5 separate regions of the Sus scrofa genome follow, and all the other regions are linked to region 2. The links are chromatin contacts, called in public HiChIP or PLAC-seq and promoter capture Hi-C maps. All regions are on one chromosome and are shown on one strand. The core of a region is the stretch at or near the end of the contact, and the rest is flanking DNA. Distances in the headings are between cores, read along the strand shown.

The links. Promoter capture Hi-C pulls out the DNA fragments that hold promoters and counts their contacts. HiChIP or PLAC-seq counts read pairs in DNA pulled down with a chosen protein or histone mark.
Region 1: a contact with region 2 is called in an H3K27ac HiChIP or PLAC-seq map of alveolar macrophages. The contact joins the promoter of AP1AR here to the promoter of LARP7 in region 2. A contact is called at or near these places in 1 of 5 promoter capture datasets (liver), 1 of 47 Hi-C or Micro-C datasets (liver) and 2 of 2 datasets of contacts at active chromatin or transcription factors (alveolar macrophages and skeletal muscle).
Region 3: a contact with region 2 is called in an H3K27ac HiChIP or PLAC-seq map of alveolar macrophages. The contact joins the promoter of C8H4orf32 here to the promoter of LARP7 in region 2. A contact is called at or near these places in 1 of 5 promoter capture datasets (liver), 2 of 47 Hi-C or Micro-C datasets (heart right ventricle and liver) and 1 of 2 datasets of contacts at active chromatin or transcription factors (alveolar macrophages).
Region 4: a contact with region 2 is called in a promoter capture Hi-C map of liver, with 3 times the contacts expected there. The contact joins the promoter of ALPK1 here to the promoter of LARP7 in region 2. A contact is called at or near these places in 2 of 5 promoter capture datasets (fetal liver and liver), 1 of 47 Hi-C or Micro-C datasets (liver) and 1 of 2 datasets of contacts at active chromatin or transcription factors (alveolar macrophages).
Region 5: an H3K27ac HiChIP or PLAC-seq map of skeletal muscle shows a contact between it and region 2, with 15 times the contacts expected there. The contact joins the enhancer-like site here to the promoter of LARP7 in region 2. A contact is called at or near these places in 4 of 5 promoter capture datasets (fetal liver, fetal skeletal muscle, liver and 1 more), 28 of 47 Hi-C or Micro-C datasets (adipocytes, adipose tissue, alveolar macrophages and 17 more) and 2 of 2 datasets of contacts at active chromatin or transcription factors (alveolar macrophages and skeletal muscle).

Annotation. Positions count from the first base shown.
Region 1 is chr8:110,418,699-110,421,838 of Sscrofa11.1, forward strand. AP1AR (AP-1 complex-associated regulatory protein) reads right to left here and starts at 1,850. Exons shown (of 10, transcript XM_003482454.4): 1 at 1,354-1,850. The coding sequence starts at 1,436.
Region 2 is chr8:110,088,282-110,091,751 of Sscrofa11.1, forward strand. It overlaps LARP7 (La ribonucleoprotein domain family member 7), which reads right to left and starts at 1,508. Exons shown (of 15, transcript NM_001243815.2): 1 at 1,356-1,508. ZGRF1 (protein ZGRF1) reads left to right here and starts at 1,639. Exons shown (of 26, transcript XM_021101668.1): 1 at 1,639-1,971.
Region 3 is chr8:110,503,253-110,506,693 of Sscrofa11.1, forward strand. It overlaps C8H4orf32, which reads right to left and starts at 1,576. Exons shown (of 2, transcript XM_013978951.2): 1 at 1,274-1,576. The coding sequence starts at 1,453. The region is part of intron 1 of LOC102158976 (a long non-coding RNA gene); the gene reads left to right.
Region 4 is chr8:110,366,365-110,369,717 of Sscrofa11.1, forward strand. ALPK1 (alpha-protein kinase 1) reads right to left here and starts at 1,637. Exons shown (of 15, transcript XM_003129245.6): 1 at 1,429-1,637.
Region 5 is chr8:109,776,601-109,779,750 of Sscrofa11.1, forward strand. No RefSeq gene overlaps it. Among named protein-coding and RNA genes, the nearest start is that of ANK2, 120 kb to the left of the region's middle. Within about 2 kb of position 1,876, at least 2 of the 83 cell types and tissues checked have an H3K27ac peak or open chromatin away from gene starts, as enhancers often do.

The DNA of each region.
Region 1 (3,140 bases), core at 600-3,099, 330 kb after region 2:
ATGTTACAGAGCCAAAGATTGTGTGGCATCTAGTCCTTAGGCAAGCCTTGAGTATATGAGAGCATCCACACACACAAATTACAAGAAACTTAGATGACTCTGGCTGACAACATAAAACAGCTGCTATGATCCCCTTTGGGAAACCAAAACATTAAACTAGGCACAAAGTCTTTAAGTCCTTACTTTTCCATTCCAGGAACACTTAAGAGTGCACACAACCTCAGCTAATCTGTATCAAAGAGGTGACACAACGCCTGACGGACGAATGAGTGACTCATATAAGATCTACATCACCAAAGATCCAAATGACAAATTATCTGGCTTCAGTATGTGTATGCTGAACACCTTATTACCTAAAGATGTTGGTCAGATGGGACAGATCCTGAAAATTTAGCAATCTGTTCCAGAAAGTGCCAAATTAATGTCTTACTTCTTAACATAAAGTGGCTTGAGATTTTCAATTCTTAGTTTGAATTCCTGGGAGATACTTAAAAACAACAAAGCCAATTTCAAAGGAATTTATGCTTTTCAATAATTCATGAAATAAAACACACAAAAATGGAATAATTACGAAATTCTATTATTCTATGGATTCTGTGAGTAGAAAAATCTATGCATATCTCAGATTTAATCAAGAGATCTCAGGTTCAGAAGGGCTGTGATTTCCCTTGTGCTACAGAGAGCAATCAAGGTAACACATTCCTCTCGAAATTCCAAAAAATTAATATGAAAAAGCTACACTCTGCCCCTCTTGTTATCAGCACCAAGAATCCAAACGCCCGCTGGAAACCCAGCAATTCGTGTCTTTGTACTTATCAAAGAACTGCTCAAGGTCTGGAATCTTATGTTATTCCAGCATCCAAACGACTTCTAAAAAAAAAAAAAAAAATCTGAGACATCAACTTTTTGGAAGCAGATTCTCCACCTGCTCTGTCAGAGTCAAGAGAGAATCAAAAACGGAAGCTACCACCACCTCTGGCACTAAACCCAAGCCCAACGTAGAGTGTCCTCGGGTTGCTGTGGATCCTGTTCTACCGTCCATTCGTGGGAAGGTGCCCCTTGCTTCCTAGAGACGATGCCTCCCATGACTCTTTTATCGCGTGACAGTGCGCGCCCGGAGGAATCTCGCTCGGAGGTGGCAGGAGCGACACTCCGCCCTCACCTCTAGCTGTTTCCCTGGGAGGCCCCTCCAGGTCAGGGCCTCCACTACGACCACCCTCTTCACGCCAGTACAGCGGTGAAGGGAGCGGGCTCCCAGCCTTTTCAAGCCAGTGGGGGAGTGAAAGGGGTTCCCCGGCAGAGGTTGAATAGGAGGAGCCAGCGGGCGCCGGGCCCCTCCCCCAGTGGGCTTACCCTCCGCCGCCTCCTACACGCTGCAGCCGCCCGGCTTCCCTGCGGAGGAGCCCGAAGCACTGCGTCCAGCAGCAGTTCCCCATTGCATGCCGCCCAGGCGCCGCCGCTCCTCCGCCTCCTCCCGCTCAAAGCCCAAACCCAGGTCCGGCAGCCGCATCCGCGCAGCACGAGCCGAATAGGTGTTCGGGGACCGAGGGCGGGCCGGCCGGAGCGCGGCGGCGTGAGGGGCTGGGGCGACGGAAGGGACAGGCGCTCGGAACAAAAGCAGTGGTTACTCGAGCGGCCGTCGAGTCGTCGCCGTGCGAGGGAGGAGGGCCGGGCAGCGGGCTGTAGACTCGCTCGCCATCCGCATGGCCCCTCACTCGCCTCAGGCCCCAAACCCAGCTCGAATGACCGCCTCCTGCCGCCGAAGAAGGCCAGTCCCCGCGAGCCTCGCGCCCAGGCCCCTCCCTCCGGTGCGCCCAGGCCCGCGCCTCGCCACCGACGCCGCCACACCTCCGGCCTCTCCCGGGCCCCAATAGGCTGCTCCTTTGGCCGCCCCGCCTCCTCGGGCGACTAGCGGTTACGTCACTTCCGCCAGCTACTGGGTACGCAGTTCAATTTGTGGGTGTGGGTATCTGTTGGACCTTGACCTAACCAGGAAATCTTTACTTTTCGCGCCTTCCCTACTGTGGGTCCCGAGCCTTTCCGGGCGTCTCAAGTTCTAGGCTCAGTTTTCGAACTTTGTGCCAAAACCTTGTGAGCAGCTTCCCTAGAGCCCCAGCCTGGGAGTCATCAGGTGTGAAGGGGTCACTTGTCTGTGAGGTGTGTGCTTAGGTTTTGTTTATATTACACCATACATAGCTAACAGAGTCAGGGAATTGATTGTGGTTGTTTGGAAGCACCAAGAATTTTTTTTCTCTCAGGCTTCCAGTTTGCGTTTCAATCGCCATACTGTCAACATTGCAGGGAAATTTACTAACCGTGCCCTACTGGCCTTATTTGTTTTGTCTAAAATCAAATCTGGAGTCCAGAGGAAATAAGCTAGAGGACCGTGGTTTTTCAGGGACACCAGACTTGTCCAAGAGTGTTTCTCGAACTGTGGTAGATGGGAAGAGACAGCTACTCCGATGCGACTTGGTTTTCTTTAAAACTGAGTTTTTGTCTGGTTGGCTTTAAAATCGGTTATAAGGCGTAGCTTAGCAAACACCTGGTCTAAGTAGATAGGAAGCTTTAATTACTAACAAATCAGTCACATCAATTTTTAGCCTGTTTTAATTTAATTGAAAATTTTATTAATGATAAAATGTTCTTTGACATACTCATTTTCTTGCTTCCTGAATTCTAGACCCACCTGGGTTTCAGTCTTAGCCCTAATTTTGACCTTGTTTGGATCTCAGTAATTTTTTTGATCAAGTGCCCAGGGATATATTTGGCCCAGTAGTCTGCCATTGGATATTGGTAGAATGACTGAATAACTTATGAATAATGGCTATTTCTTTCCCCATTGCAGCCCCTGAAATCAAGCAGATATATTTGCAAAATAGTCTTGAAAATTCAACCCCCAATGTTTATTATTTTATTTTATTTTATTTTGTCTTTTTGCCTTTTCTAGTGCCGCTCCTGCGGCATAAGGAGGTTCCCGGGTTAGGGGTCAAATCAGAGTTACAGCTGCCAGCCTATGCCACAGCCACAGCAATGCCAGATCTGATTCGCATCTGTGACCTACACCACAGCTCACAGCAACGCAGGATCCTTAACCCATGGATTGAGCCAGGGATCAAACCCACAACCTCATGGTTCCTAGT
Region 2 (3,470 bases), core at 258-2,757:
TAAAAAAAACTGTTAAATAAACCAAGGGACTTCATGGGCTTTAGCAAAGAATAAAAGTTACTGTGTAACAATGCCGTTACTTTACATACAGGGTTTTAATCCTCACAACCCCTTTGGGTTGTTTCTTTTAACTCCTTTATATGAAGGTTCAAAGGTTAAGTAACTTGGCTAAAGCTAGGTAAGTAAGCAAGCTCAGGTATGCTTGACTTCCACACTGCCTACCTTTTAGTAGAAACTCTTGCAACCTGTCACCATGCAGTCAATGCTCTGACTCAGGAACTCTTAATCTGCAGTCTATGGAATTTGAGGTGGGTTTTAAGATTTCTTGTGAATCCCAGGAAAATTTTAAAAGATAAATTTTAATGAAAAGGTAAAATTATGACTCTTGTACAAATTAAGTGACAATGAAAGACAGAGATAACCTGGAAGAGTAAGCTAGACAAGACATCTAGTTTTATTTTTTTCTTGGCCACTTCAATGTCTTTCACACCTTTTCTTTCAAAAAAATTATAGCAAAATGGTTTAATATATACATGCATTTTCCTGGGAGGCTCAATGATAGATTTTTTTTTTTTTTCCCACTGTACAGCAAGGGGATCAAGTTATCCTTACATGTATACATTACATTTTTTTCCCCCATCAACGACAGATTTTTTTAACAAGTAAATGGATGCCATAAAGGTTAAGAAACACTAGTCACAGTTGACTATTTAGCGATACCCACACACTTTGTCTCCATGCCTTTGCTTTAAATGAGTCTTCTCATCTTCCTTGCTTTATAAACTCCTATTCAATTTTTAAAGCTCAGGTTAAATGGCATTTTACTCTCTGCAGCTTTCCACTACCACGTGTTCCCTAATTAATGGCCTCATCTATTTTCCCTTACGTATTTATTAGTGCACTCATACACTATTTAGTTCTTACTTGTTGGCTCTTTTCCCTAATTGGACTTTTAGTTCTTCGAATGACAAGGCGCAAAGTTCTAAACGAGAAAATGACTTAATTTTAAATTACAAACTCTCACATTCGTTAGCCTCCTGCCACCAAAAGGCAAACCTGCGAAGCAAAGCTATTTACCCTCTCGTCCTTCCGCGTGGAAGCAGAAAATGCGGGGCTGCCCTAAACCTGCCAACATCGGACAACAAGCGCCCCCAACCACTGAGGATTGGAACTACAAAGACTGCCAGAGGACTTTTGCGCGTGCGCAGAGAGAACTAGGACAGGCGAAGTGATGGACTCGTGGGAGGGGGCAGGGCGAGAAGGACGACAGATGATAGAATGGACTGCATGAAAAAGCACTGAGGACTTTAGATCTCACCTAGCCAGGGCAACCCCATAGTCCACTTAGAACTTACTCCGTCCAATTCCCAAAATAGAGTAGGGCCAGAGACTGCGTCCTTCAATCCTTCCCGTCTCCCGATCCTTAGAGTCGTGGTTGTTTCCGCGTCATAGGATGAGCGACACCGTCCTTCGCTACGCCTCGGAAAAGACAGGCCCAGAGGCTGTGCGTCCGTCGTAGACGTCACAGGCGTGGGCTGGCTCGGCATGGGGGCGGGGCCTCGGAGATCGCGGCCGCCTCAGAGGCTCGCATCCAGCAAAGAATTTGATTGGCGGTTTGAAAACGGCAGTTCTGGTTGGGGCAGTGGTGGGCGGGCTAAATAGTGGGTCTTGATTTGGTGTGGTCGCGAGTTGATGACGTCAAGGGCTTTTCGCGGGAGAGATTCGAAAGTGGATTTTGTGCAATGGCCGGGTGAAATGAGCTGTTTCCCGGGGTTTCTGGGGAGTAAGAGGCGAGAGGCGGTGTCGCTGATTTTGGCGCGACTGGACGAAGAAGTTTGCTCCGCCAGAAGCGGACGATAAGGATACCGTGTGGAACAGGATTGGCTCACAGCTTGGTCGAACAACTTGCAATAATTGGTGCCCCGTCTTCCTCGCCTTCTCCAATCTCTGCTTTGCAGTTCCCGCATACATGTGAGAACCAAAGACGGTTTTGCTGTTTCTTTTTAGGACTGACGAAGGGTCAATTCTCCATTGTCATTTGGTTACACAGGATTATGGTAATTAGTGTTCTCAAATGAAATATGGGCTTTTACTTATCTGCACAGGGTGGTTTCTTAACAGGGTATATGATTCGTGACTCTTAAACTCTTACATCTGTGAACTATTTAGGGATTCGAAAGATCCGGCCTGTTCCAAAACAACAGGACCAAAAACATCTCGTCAAACTTAGCAAAAGAATAGTTCATTTTTTAGTGAAAACACTGAATATATATATATATATATATCAATGAAACAGCGTAACACCTTATGTATATGTATGAAGATACGCATTTTTGTACTTATGTAATTATCACAGAACATCTGGGGTCTCTATGCCAAAAACTTTTTGAACATGAAGTTTTCACCCATTATAGATATGTCAACATTTGAATTGTTTCACAGATGAGGAGAGATGAAGATTTTCAGCATTTTTATCTTTGCATCTCATATATATGATGCTGCTGGCTGAAAACATTTTTCCTATTGACTCACTTTTGACTGTGGCAAATACACCTCTTAAGTATTTTAAGATCAAGTTAGATTTTTTTTTAAGGTTTAATCCTATAATTTTTTTCTTTTTCCAGCACACCTGCAGCCTATGGAAGTTCCTGGACTAGGAGTTGAATGAATCGGAGTTGCAGCTGGAGCCTATCCAGAGCCAGGGCAACACCGGATCTGAGCCACATCTGCGACGTACTCTGCAGGTTGCAACCCACTGAGTGAGTCCAGGGATGGAATCCAGCATCCTCATTGAGACAAGGTCAGGTTCTTAATCTGCTGAGCCACAACGAAAACTGCTAATCCTATAATCTTAATTTTCCATTTATGAATCTTTGGACCTTCTCAGTTCCTTTTTTTTTTTGTTTTCTTTTCTTTTTAGGGCCTCATCCACGGCATATGGAGGTTCCCAGGCTAGGGGCTGAATCAGAGCTGTAGCAGCTGTCCTAAGCCACAGCCATAGCAACACAGGATCCAAGCCAAGTCTACAACCTACACCACTGCCCAGGGCAACACAGGATCCTTAACCCACTCAGCAAGGCCAGGGATAGAACTGAGACCTCAAGGATGCTAGTCAGATTTGTTAACCACTGAGCCACCACGGGAACTCCTTCTCAGTTCCTTTTAAATTTAAATCTCACGTATAATATTTCTAATTTAGGAAAACAATGGGGGAATTTATTTTGTAATTCCTAGACAGCCTAAAAGTAATCCTAAATTAGTAAATACTGGATTCCTAATCTGTAAATTGTGATGATAATAACTACTATTCAGGGTTATGAGACTGATAAATATTATATATAAAGTATCTAGTCCCATTCCTGCCTGACACAGTAGGTATTAGGTAAATAGTCATATGCAAATGTGAGCTCCAAAATTTAGACTACTTAGTTTTGAATTCTGAATCTGCCATTTATTTACTTTATGGTCTT
Region 3 (3,441 bases), core at 326-2,825, 420 kb after region 2:
AACAAACTAAAGTAAGAGGAAAGAGCTCTTTAGCTACTGAGTCATGGTACAGCTAATGGGGGGAAAACCACCAGGAAAGTAATCAGGAAGATCTCCTAGCTACCAATTATTTGCTTCAGTCACCATCTCTTATATTGTCAAAAGAATGAAAAACTACACTTCCACATGGTAAGCAAGCCAAATGCTAAGGCATATTTTGTGTGTGCCACACAGTTATTTCTTTCCTAAATATAAGGCTGAGATACTAGAAGTTATACTTTATCTATTAGTACATTTACTGATGATATTGGAGTTTGAGAACGTGACCGAAAGGGATGGAGAAGGATAACAAGAGACCTCAACTGAGCTCAACAGTATAGGCTGTAATAAAGGCAGTAATAAAGGCAATCATTAGAATTCCTGCTCCTTAATGTGATTCTGAAGGTTAGCTTATCTCGGGTATTTTTGAAGGTCTAATTACTATAATATTTGCTGGTGAAAATTCATCCCACACACAGTTCAATCTCTCTCAAACTTCTTGCCTAATCTTGAAGGTAAATGATGTGTTATAAGCGCTGTACTTAAGTGAAAGCAAATTCAGAGAGTTTCAAAAATTACCTAACTTCTCTTTTCCCTTATTATGGCTAGCCTCATACTTTTTTCCCCCTTTGGTACCAACTGAAAGCAATTTTCTTGCTTTTTCAGTTTTAAAATGAAGTCTAGATCTCATCTGTGTTCATGTGAAAAGCCTGCTATCGGAGAGTCCCTGTCAAGACATCTATTGTAATACTGGCTCCCACACATGCCTTCAGATACTGATAGCGTGTCTGGAGAAATACACCCACACCTTTCAGAGGTGCTGGATGTGGGTTCAGAAACCCAAGATGGAGGGTGGGGGGAGCAGCTGTCCCCTGGAACACTCCTAGGGGTGCGGACTTGGAGTGTTTACAAGGAAGGCTTTTAGGTAAATGACGGTTAAGAAGGGCCGTCCACAGAGCTCTGAGCGCCGGCTTGAGAACCCTCTTCCCCTTGGGTGGGTAAGGGTGGCGCTGATCCCCCGGCGCACGCGACTCCGGGCCCGCACTTCTCAGCGCACAGGCGCGACCCCGCGGCTCGGCCCCGAGCGCAGCGCGCCGTCCAACCGCTCCTCGCGGCGGCTTCCCCGAACGCCGCGGCGAGCAGCAGCGCCCCACGCGGAACAGAGCTTGGCGCCGCCAACCCGCCGGGTCACTTCCCTCCGCCGCCGGGTGGGGCTCGGGAAACCGGCCGTACCGCACCGTCCCTCCTCGCTCACCTGCTCCAGCTCCTCCTTTGGCCGCCGCCCGCGCCGCCGCGGGGTCGCCCCGGGCTCCGGCTCCGACTCCGTCCCCGCCGCCGCCCGCTCAGCCAGCGCGTCCCCGTTCTCGTCATGCTCCCCGCCGCCGCCGCCGCCGCCGCCGCCGCCACCACCACGCAGCTCTCCGGCCGAGCACATCCCGCAGCCAACTCCCGCTGCCCGGGACGGCTGCCCGAGGGGCCAAGCCGCGAAGCGGGAGGCAGCGACCGCCGCCCGTGGGCCGCCCTGGACCGGCCGCACTCGCCGCTGTCAGGCGTCTCCAGAGCGCGCTCGGCTGGCCAGGTCGCCAGAAGTACCAGCCCGGCCCCGGCCCGGCCCCTCCTGTCACCGGCTGGCCCCGCCCTCGGCTGCTGGGGCGGAGCCCACGCGGGGGAGGGGCCGGGGCGGGGCGGGGCGGGGCCAACGAGAGAGAGAGAGAGAGAGAGAGAGAGAGAGAGAGAGAGAGAGAGAGATTGTGTGTGTGTGTGAGAGCTTTAGCACAGGGAATGTGTATTTTCGCGCGCACGTTTGTGAGAGAGACTGAGAGAAACTATGCGAGGGAGGTTGTGTATGACTCTGTACGACTGTGAGAGATTGTGTATAAGATATTGTAGGTGCATAGGAGAGACTGTGTGTGTAAGACAGTGATAAAAACTGGAAGAAAGACCTGGTATATGTAAGAGAGTGTGTTTGTGAGGGAGGGAGGAGAGCGTGTGTAGGTGTGAGAGAGGGGAACACACACAGACACAGAGTTCCACACTTCAGCGGGGCCCTCTGTGCTTGCCTGGCGCAGGCGGTGTGCCCGGCTGTGCTGCTGGCTGCCTGTCCCGAGTGCTGTCCATCCTTTGCAAGTAATCCACATTCTCTGTTTTGTTCCCTTTACCTCCTGTGTCTCTCTGAAGGTCTCTCTCTGTTGAGTGCCTCCCTGCTGTGTGTTGGCTGTTGGAGCCTTGGGAGCATTTGGTGGTGTATCTGCATTTGTGTGTATTTCTTTAAATGGGTAAGAATATGTCACTCTCAGTGTGTGGTAAGGAAGACACATCTAATTAGTAATTATTTTCTTACTATTGTGATTTATCATATGAAATATATATTTTGCCTTTGTCTCCATTCCTGGCACAGAGCTCCTAAAACCTTGGAGTTTGGTGAGAGGGATAAAGATATCTTTTTTTTATCTTAATGAAGTGACTTTTGGATAACCTCTAGGTAACAAAGATGGGGTCTGGTTGCCAGAAGACCAGCCTTGTGATTAGAGGATTGGAACTTCAGTCTCACACCCTGATCTCCAGGGAGGGGAGTGGGGCTGAAGGTTGAATCCATCACCAGCGGTCAACAGTTTAGTCAATCATGCCTGTGTAATGAAGCCTCCATAGAAACCCAAAGGACAGGGATTTAGAGAGCTCCCAGGTTGGTGAACACATGGAGATGGGGGAGGGGGAGTGGCAGCTTAGCGAGGGCATGGAGGCTCTGCACCCCTTCCCACATACCTTGCCCTATGTACCTCTTCATCTGGCTGTTCACCTATATCCTTTGTAATATCCTTTATGATAAGCTGGTAAAAGTAAGCAAATGTTTCTATGAGTTCAGTGAGCAGCTCTAGCAAGTTGATAGAACCCAAAGAGGGGATGGTGGGAACCTTCAATATAGAGCTGCTTGGTAGAAGCACAGGTAACAACTTGGATTCACGATTGGCATCTGAAGTGTGTGTGGTGAGGTGAAGTTGGAGCGAGGTGGCAGGGATTCAGTCTTGTGGAACTGAGTCCTTAGCCTATGAGATCTCTGATCTTATCTCCAGGTAGGTAGTGTCAGAACTCAGTTAATTACTTAGTGGTGCTGGGAGAGACACATCAGACTAGCCTACCCATTTTGTTAAAGGGAAGTTGAAGGCACGTAAATATCAAATTTTGTATATCTCTTATCTGTACTGTGAGAAAATGATAGACAATTGTATAGATAAAATATCAGGCTATCTTTCAGTGGAAAGTAAATATTCCTAGGTATGGAGAAGAATGAGTTGTGTGAGATCTTCTATTAATATGTCTTTAAGCCCAGAGAGGGAATTAAAATAGTCAGGAATCTAAAGGCTTGTTTTAAAGACCTTTTTCCTGTTTTTAGTAGTTAGGACTGTAGAAACTAGAAAATATGCC
Region 4 (3,353 bases), core at 387-2,886, 280 kb after region 2:
TTTCTTATTAAATAACCTACAGCTTTTGGAAGTGTACATCAGACATCAGAAACATGATGAGAGTCTAAATATTTTTTAATAGAAAAGAAAGACAATTATAAACAGACAAGTCTTGGTTGGTAATTTTGTATATTTTTTGGTGCTTATTATGCACCCATAGAAAATATAGTAACTAGGTGTCCTGGGGTTAAGATTTCAATGAGTGCTTCCTGCACAAGCCAATGACACAATACAATCTGAGGTGCAATAGGAATCTATACAAAGAGAGAATGAATCATTTTGGTCAGTGAATATAAAGAGTTGACTTGCTATTTGTTTAGGTCTAGTGTATCTTCCAAGTGGTAAATCAACCAACGCCCACCCCTACCCAAAATAATGCACATGTTATAGTCACGTAATCTGCTGACACACCAGCCAGACCCAAGGGCACACAGCGTCTGTGATGCAATTATTATAAGCTCTTTTTATTTGAATTTCAGATCAGGGAGGAAAGAGGAGAAACAAAAAGAATATGAGGACTACGCTGAAACATCACGTATAGACTTGAACAGCAACAGTGATTACATGCAAGGAATTCAAAACATTCTTAACAATGAAGTATCAGCCAACCAAAAGCAAGTGTTGTTTCTCCTAGGAGTTCTAGCTACAGTAAAAGACAAGGCAGGAGACAAGCAAGTTTTACAAGCAGAGGTGCCATAATGTTGTGACATAAAGTCTCCCGATTTCTGATCCTGCCTCTCTTTGCATCCTCATCCACCTGCAAATGTCAAAGGTTTCAATCTGCGGCTTTCAAAGTCATTATTTTTTTAAAAAGTCTAAAATTGGTTAATGAAAGGACTCTTTTGAACAGAAACACGAAGGAATTTAATTTTTCTAGATATTTTCTCTCTACATCATGCTTTTCCATATCCAGAATTCCCTTCAGTTCTTCTCAAATGAAAAGAGTCATTTTCAAGCCTTATCTATCTGTTTTCTGGCAAAATTATTGAGGCCATCATAAAAGTGATATTTCTGTTAGCAATACCTAGGTACTCTAGGCAAACGTCCCAGGATTAATTTGCAAATAAGTAATACCAACTCTTTAATCAAACATCTGGAGCCAATGATAAAACCAGATGCCCACTAGCAGTTCTAGTAAGGCCCATGACTTCAGGACTTATTATTATTAAAACCTTTTAAAAACCGGGTTTCTTTTCTCTTCTTCCTAATAACATAACTTCCCTGCTCAAAGGGGTCTTTCCTCTCCCCCTCCCTTTCTGGGGAGTTTTTAGAAATGCAAATGTCCTCAGAGTTTCAGTGTTATTTAAAACATAGACAAGACCAGGAGGTGGAAACAAGGTCACAGTTTAAGAAAACACTTCCTTAAAATTTATGCCGTCTTTTGTACCCACACCTACTGCGTTTTGTCATTAAAAGACCGATACTCACCTTTATCTCGTAGAAGAGGAAAAGCACTTTAAAACCAGCCAATGTAACTCGGGGGAAAAAAAAGTTAATTATAGCACAACCTTCCTGAAACATACTGTTTCTCATAAACAGCCTCCGTTTCAGGAAGTAGGAATTTGAAAGAAAATATAGCCTGTCTTAGAACAGGGTTGTGTAATTTAACCCCGGGACTTTCGGCAGCTCTGCGCGTAAGACACGCCCCTTTAGGAATAGCTTTGGCGAAAGGCATTCTGGGATTTGTATTACTACAGAAAAGTTTCCACTTCTAAAAAAGTGCAAGAAAACTCCTTATTTGGATTGAAGTAGAATGAGAGACCGTCCCTGAGAGCCAAGGAAAGAAAACAACGAACATGACATTACTTTTGATCTATTATCAAAAGACAAACTCATGTTACAGCTCCTTTCAATGCTCCATCTATTTTAGAATTAGTTTGCAGAACTGAGTTTGTTGTCACCAGGATACCTTTATTATTACCACGTTGTTTTTTCAAATCGAAAAATGAAGTTAGAATTTAGCTCATAGAAAATTTCACTGGGCTGATTGGTTTGACAGCGAGGACCGTCGAATCATGTTGCATAGTGGATATTGTCTTCAATCTAAATCTGTGACTCTAAATTTTGACACAAAAAATCGAACGTACATGAAAGATGTTTAAATGGTTAACAACATTTTATTGGAAAAGTTTTTGAAGTCAACAATATTTTAATTTTCTCAGTCCTTTCTGAGTCTGCTGGGTTAAAGAAGTTATCCTTCCTGGTGAAGGAGTGAGAGATTCATTAGCAGTAATTTGATAAATCTCGGTAAACCCGTTTTGATATATTCCCCCAACTAAGAAAGTGAATGATTAATAGCTGGGTAACAAATCTGGGGCAAGTTGGATGGTTTCCAACTCTGCTTTCCAACAAAAGAGAAAAAGGAAATACTTAAGTATTCAGCTATTTTTAAAGTACTAAATACTCAGTATTTAGATCACTTAAAATTTTTGATGATAGGAGTTCTCTTGTGGCACAGCAGGTTAAATATCTGGTGTTGTCACTGTGGCGACTCAAGGCTCTGCTCTGGCGCGGGTTTGATCTCTGGCCCAGGAACCCCAAACCTTCTCTTCTTGAATATTACAGTATTTACATTTCATTTGTTAGTGCTTTTTCTTTTTTTTTTTTTTTTTTTTGGGCCACCCCCAAGGAAGTTCCCAGGTTACGGGTTGAATTGGAGCTACAGCTGCCCCCCCACGCCACAGCCACAGCCACGCCAGATCCAAGCCAAGTCTGTGATCTACACCACAGCACAGCAACAGCCGGATCCTTAACCCACTGAGTGAGGCCAGAGATTAACCCTCCTCCTCATGGATACCAGTCGGATTTGTTTCTACTGCGCCACAACAGGAACTCTTCCATTAATTTTTAAAATCTAATGAATTACAAGCATTCCAACAAACAACGATTTTGATACCATGCCTGAGGGATTAGAAAATATACATTATTTAATTTATAACACAATAATTTCGTTTTCTCATAAAATAAAAAAGAAAAGTCTCTCCTCGGAAGAAATACCATACCTGGAATAAGTTCTCCTTTTGTCCTCTCTCTTTTTTTCTATGTTTGCCATCATTATGCTGACAACGAACGCTGAGGAGAAAGTTCCAGGATGACATTCTGGCCGTTATCCTCATAGAAATTTCACTATTCCCTGCTGTTTGTGGCTTTCAAGTTTATTATGTAATTTGTCATATAATAAAACGATTAAATTGGTTTTGAGATCATCTTGCTCCAACACCGAAGACCTTTGCAAGGCATGTAACCCCTTCCAAAATAGGATCCACCTGGATATCTCAGTTAATCTAGGTTTAGATGGAAGGATTCTCTTTCTGCTCTACATATTTCTCTTAGTAGGATTTAAAAATATTTCA
Region 5 (3,150 bases), core at 626-3,125, 310 kb before region 2:
GGCAAAAACAGGTAAATAACATTTGTGATAAGGTAAAATGCCTGTAACTGTATTTCTCTTGCCTGCTGATGTGATTGCAGCAAATGAGGAAGGCAATGGAAACATGAGAGGGGTGGGGGACATTTACAACAACCTGGTTCAACTGTCAATCAACATGCCCAGAATCTGTGTAAATAACGTACATGCAAATATAAATTTACTGTGAAAACTGAAGAAATTAACAGGAGTTCCCCTCGTGGTTCAGTGGTTAATGAACACGACTAGGATCCATGAGGATTCGGGGTGGATCCCTGGCCTTGTTCAGTGGGTCGAGGTTCCAGCGTTGCCCTGAGCTGTGGTCGAAGACGCAGCTCAGATCTGAGGTTGCTGTGGCTGTGATGTAGGCCAGTGGCTACAGCTCCAATTGGACCCCTAGTCTGGGAGCCTCCATATGCCACAAAGGAGGCCCTAAAAAAAAAAAACAAATAAATAAATAAGAAAGAAGGAAATTAACAAAACTAAAATAACTCCTATTTAAACGTAATTCAGGGAATTCTCAAAAGAATTTTTTCAATAGGAAAACACTGCCCTTTTTTTTATAAACACTGCCATTTTTAATCATTAAAAGCATATTTTGAAAGTTGAGACAAATAAGCTTTCCATCAAATTTTGTTCTTTAAAATAATAGCTTTAAGATGTGTATTAGTTTTATAATAACAGGTACAATTTGGCGAATAGATATATTCATTTGCACACATCTAAGATGTCTCAGGAAGGACACATGGGAAAATAACTTTGGTGGCTTCTAGGTAAGGGCATTGAGTAGCTGGAGGACAGTAATAGGGAGAGAGACTTTTCACTTTTTTTTTTTTTTTTTTGTACTTTCTGAATTTTGAGTCACCTTAAGGAATACCCAGTTTTAAAATAAAAGTTAAAGAGTGATTTTTCTCTGCTATTATATTTTTTTAAATTTAGTTGCTTCTGAATTTGACTGGATTTATATGCCTATGAGCAGATTTCCCATTTTCTACCAATTGGCTTGCCATTTCCCAAGCAAATTTAACAAATTAGTCATGGAAATATTTCCCCAAGCCTTACTTCAGTTTTTTAAAAACACATGTGTTTTAATTTCCACCAAATATTAGCAAGCTAACTTTACAATAGGAACTAGGATACAAATAAAAATGACAAGCTTGTTTTTATATATTAACTATAGGAAATTCTCCAGCAAAAGGAAAATTATGAATAATATTTTTAATTTAAAAATAAGTCAACTCTAACAGTTCATTCATTTAATGAATACTTACTGAGTTCCTTCTGTGTGGCAGGCACTGATCTGGGTTTGGGGATACAGCAATGAACAGAAAAGAAAAATTATGGTGCTTGCATTCAAGTGTAATATTCCACTGATGGGTGGTTAGCAGTATACTAGAGATTCTAAAATGGTAAACAGATCCCATGTCTTACATTTCTCCTTTTATCATTTTTCATTTATTTCCACTATATGCTCTAACCTCCTCTAATTTTTTTCTTAATTCAGCTATCTAGAAAAAATCCACTAGGTGGCACTGTCTCATTGATCAGAATAAAAAAGTAACACGGTTATTTCCAATGTTTTTTTTTTTTTTTTTTGTCTCCCTTGGTTTTGTTTTTAACTTGCTTTTTTGTGTGTGACCAAAACACAACTTAAAATATACCATTTTGGGGAAAACCAAAAATATACAAAAAGATGAGATATTAGTTTGAGTTTGCTGAACATACCACCGTCTAACTTGACAAGCCAAGTTAAGGTATAACCCATCACTCAAACACACCACAACACACATGGGGGTGGATAGAATATACACTGCAAGTGAATAGGACTCCTGAAAAGAAACAATACAGAATGATGGAACAGAAGTCGGGAGAAGGTGTCGAGAGAGATGCATTGAAGTCCTAGCTTTAGCTCACCTTTAACCCACATTTAGATGAGCAGCCAGGGACAAGTCACCTAATCACCATGACCTTTAAGCTTCTCATTTTAAAAATACATATTTGTAGTAATATAGCATTACTCATCTAAAAGGGTCTTATAAAAATCAAATAACTTAAAGTCCGTGAAAGTGTTATTTTGAACACATTAAGCTATGTGGTTCTGATATTTTGCCTAGAAGAAAATATATGATTTTTGGAGTCATGGACATAATAAACAGGATTTTCAATTATTGCTTAGTATGTACCATGAACTGTCCCAAGTGCTTTAAAATAGTGCTTCAGTTAATATTCCAAATTTAACACCATGAGGTACATACTATCATTACCCTCATTTATAGCTGAGGAAACAAAGATTTAGAATAACTTGCCAGAGGCCATTCAGCTATTAAATGGCAGAGCTTATCTCTTCTCAAGGACCCCTCATTTCTATAATCCATCCACTAAAGGAGCTGTTTGAAAACATCATAACCAACAGAACACTTAGGGAATGCTAGGCCTAAAGAATAGGAATTCTTTCCAGAATATGACAGAGTAATGACAATAACTGCTTCATACAAGGAAATCAAGCTTCTCAGACCTAAAGATGCCCAAATCGAGAGAGATAAGAACTGTGATCGCACAAATAAAGTCTGCACTCACATATCTCGGGTATTTTTAAAGCTACTCCAATTCAGAGCTTGCCATTCAAAAGGTAAATAATGAAAGGTAAGATTTTCAATATCTACCACTATGTCATCTAATCCTTTAAATGCTTGTAAACTCTTTGAAAACAAGTTCGGATCTGTTTGTTGGTAATAAAAGAAAAAACTGTTGGAGTAGAAATAAACTTTATCAGCAGCATAATTTGGAACATGATCTCCGCAGCATACAGACTGTTTTGGAGAATTCTGGCTCCCGCATTGCCAATTAAAAGATCTGGGGAAAGTTAGGGGTTTCTGTTGTGGCTCAGTGAAAACGAATCCAACTTGGAACTATGAGGTTGCAGGTTCAATTCCTGGCCTCGCTCAGTAGGTTAAGGATCCGGCATTGCTGTGGTTGTGGCACAGGTCGGCAGCTGTAGCTCCAATTAGACCTCTAGACTGGGAACACCCCCCAAAAAGCTAGAAAGTTATGGACCCCATATCTATAAAATTAGAGCTGTAATAGTACCGCTTAGAGTTGCAAGAATAAAATGAGTTAATACATTACAATGCCTCG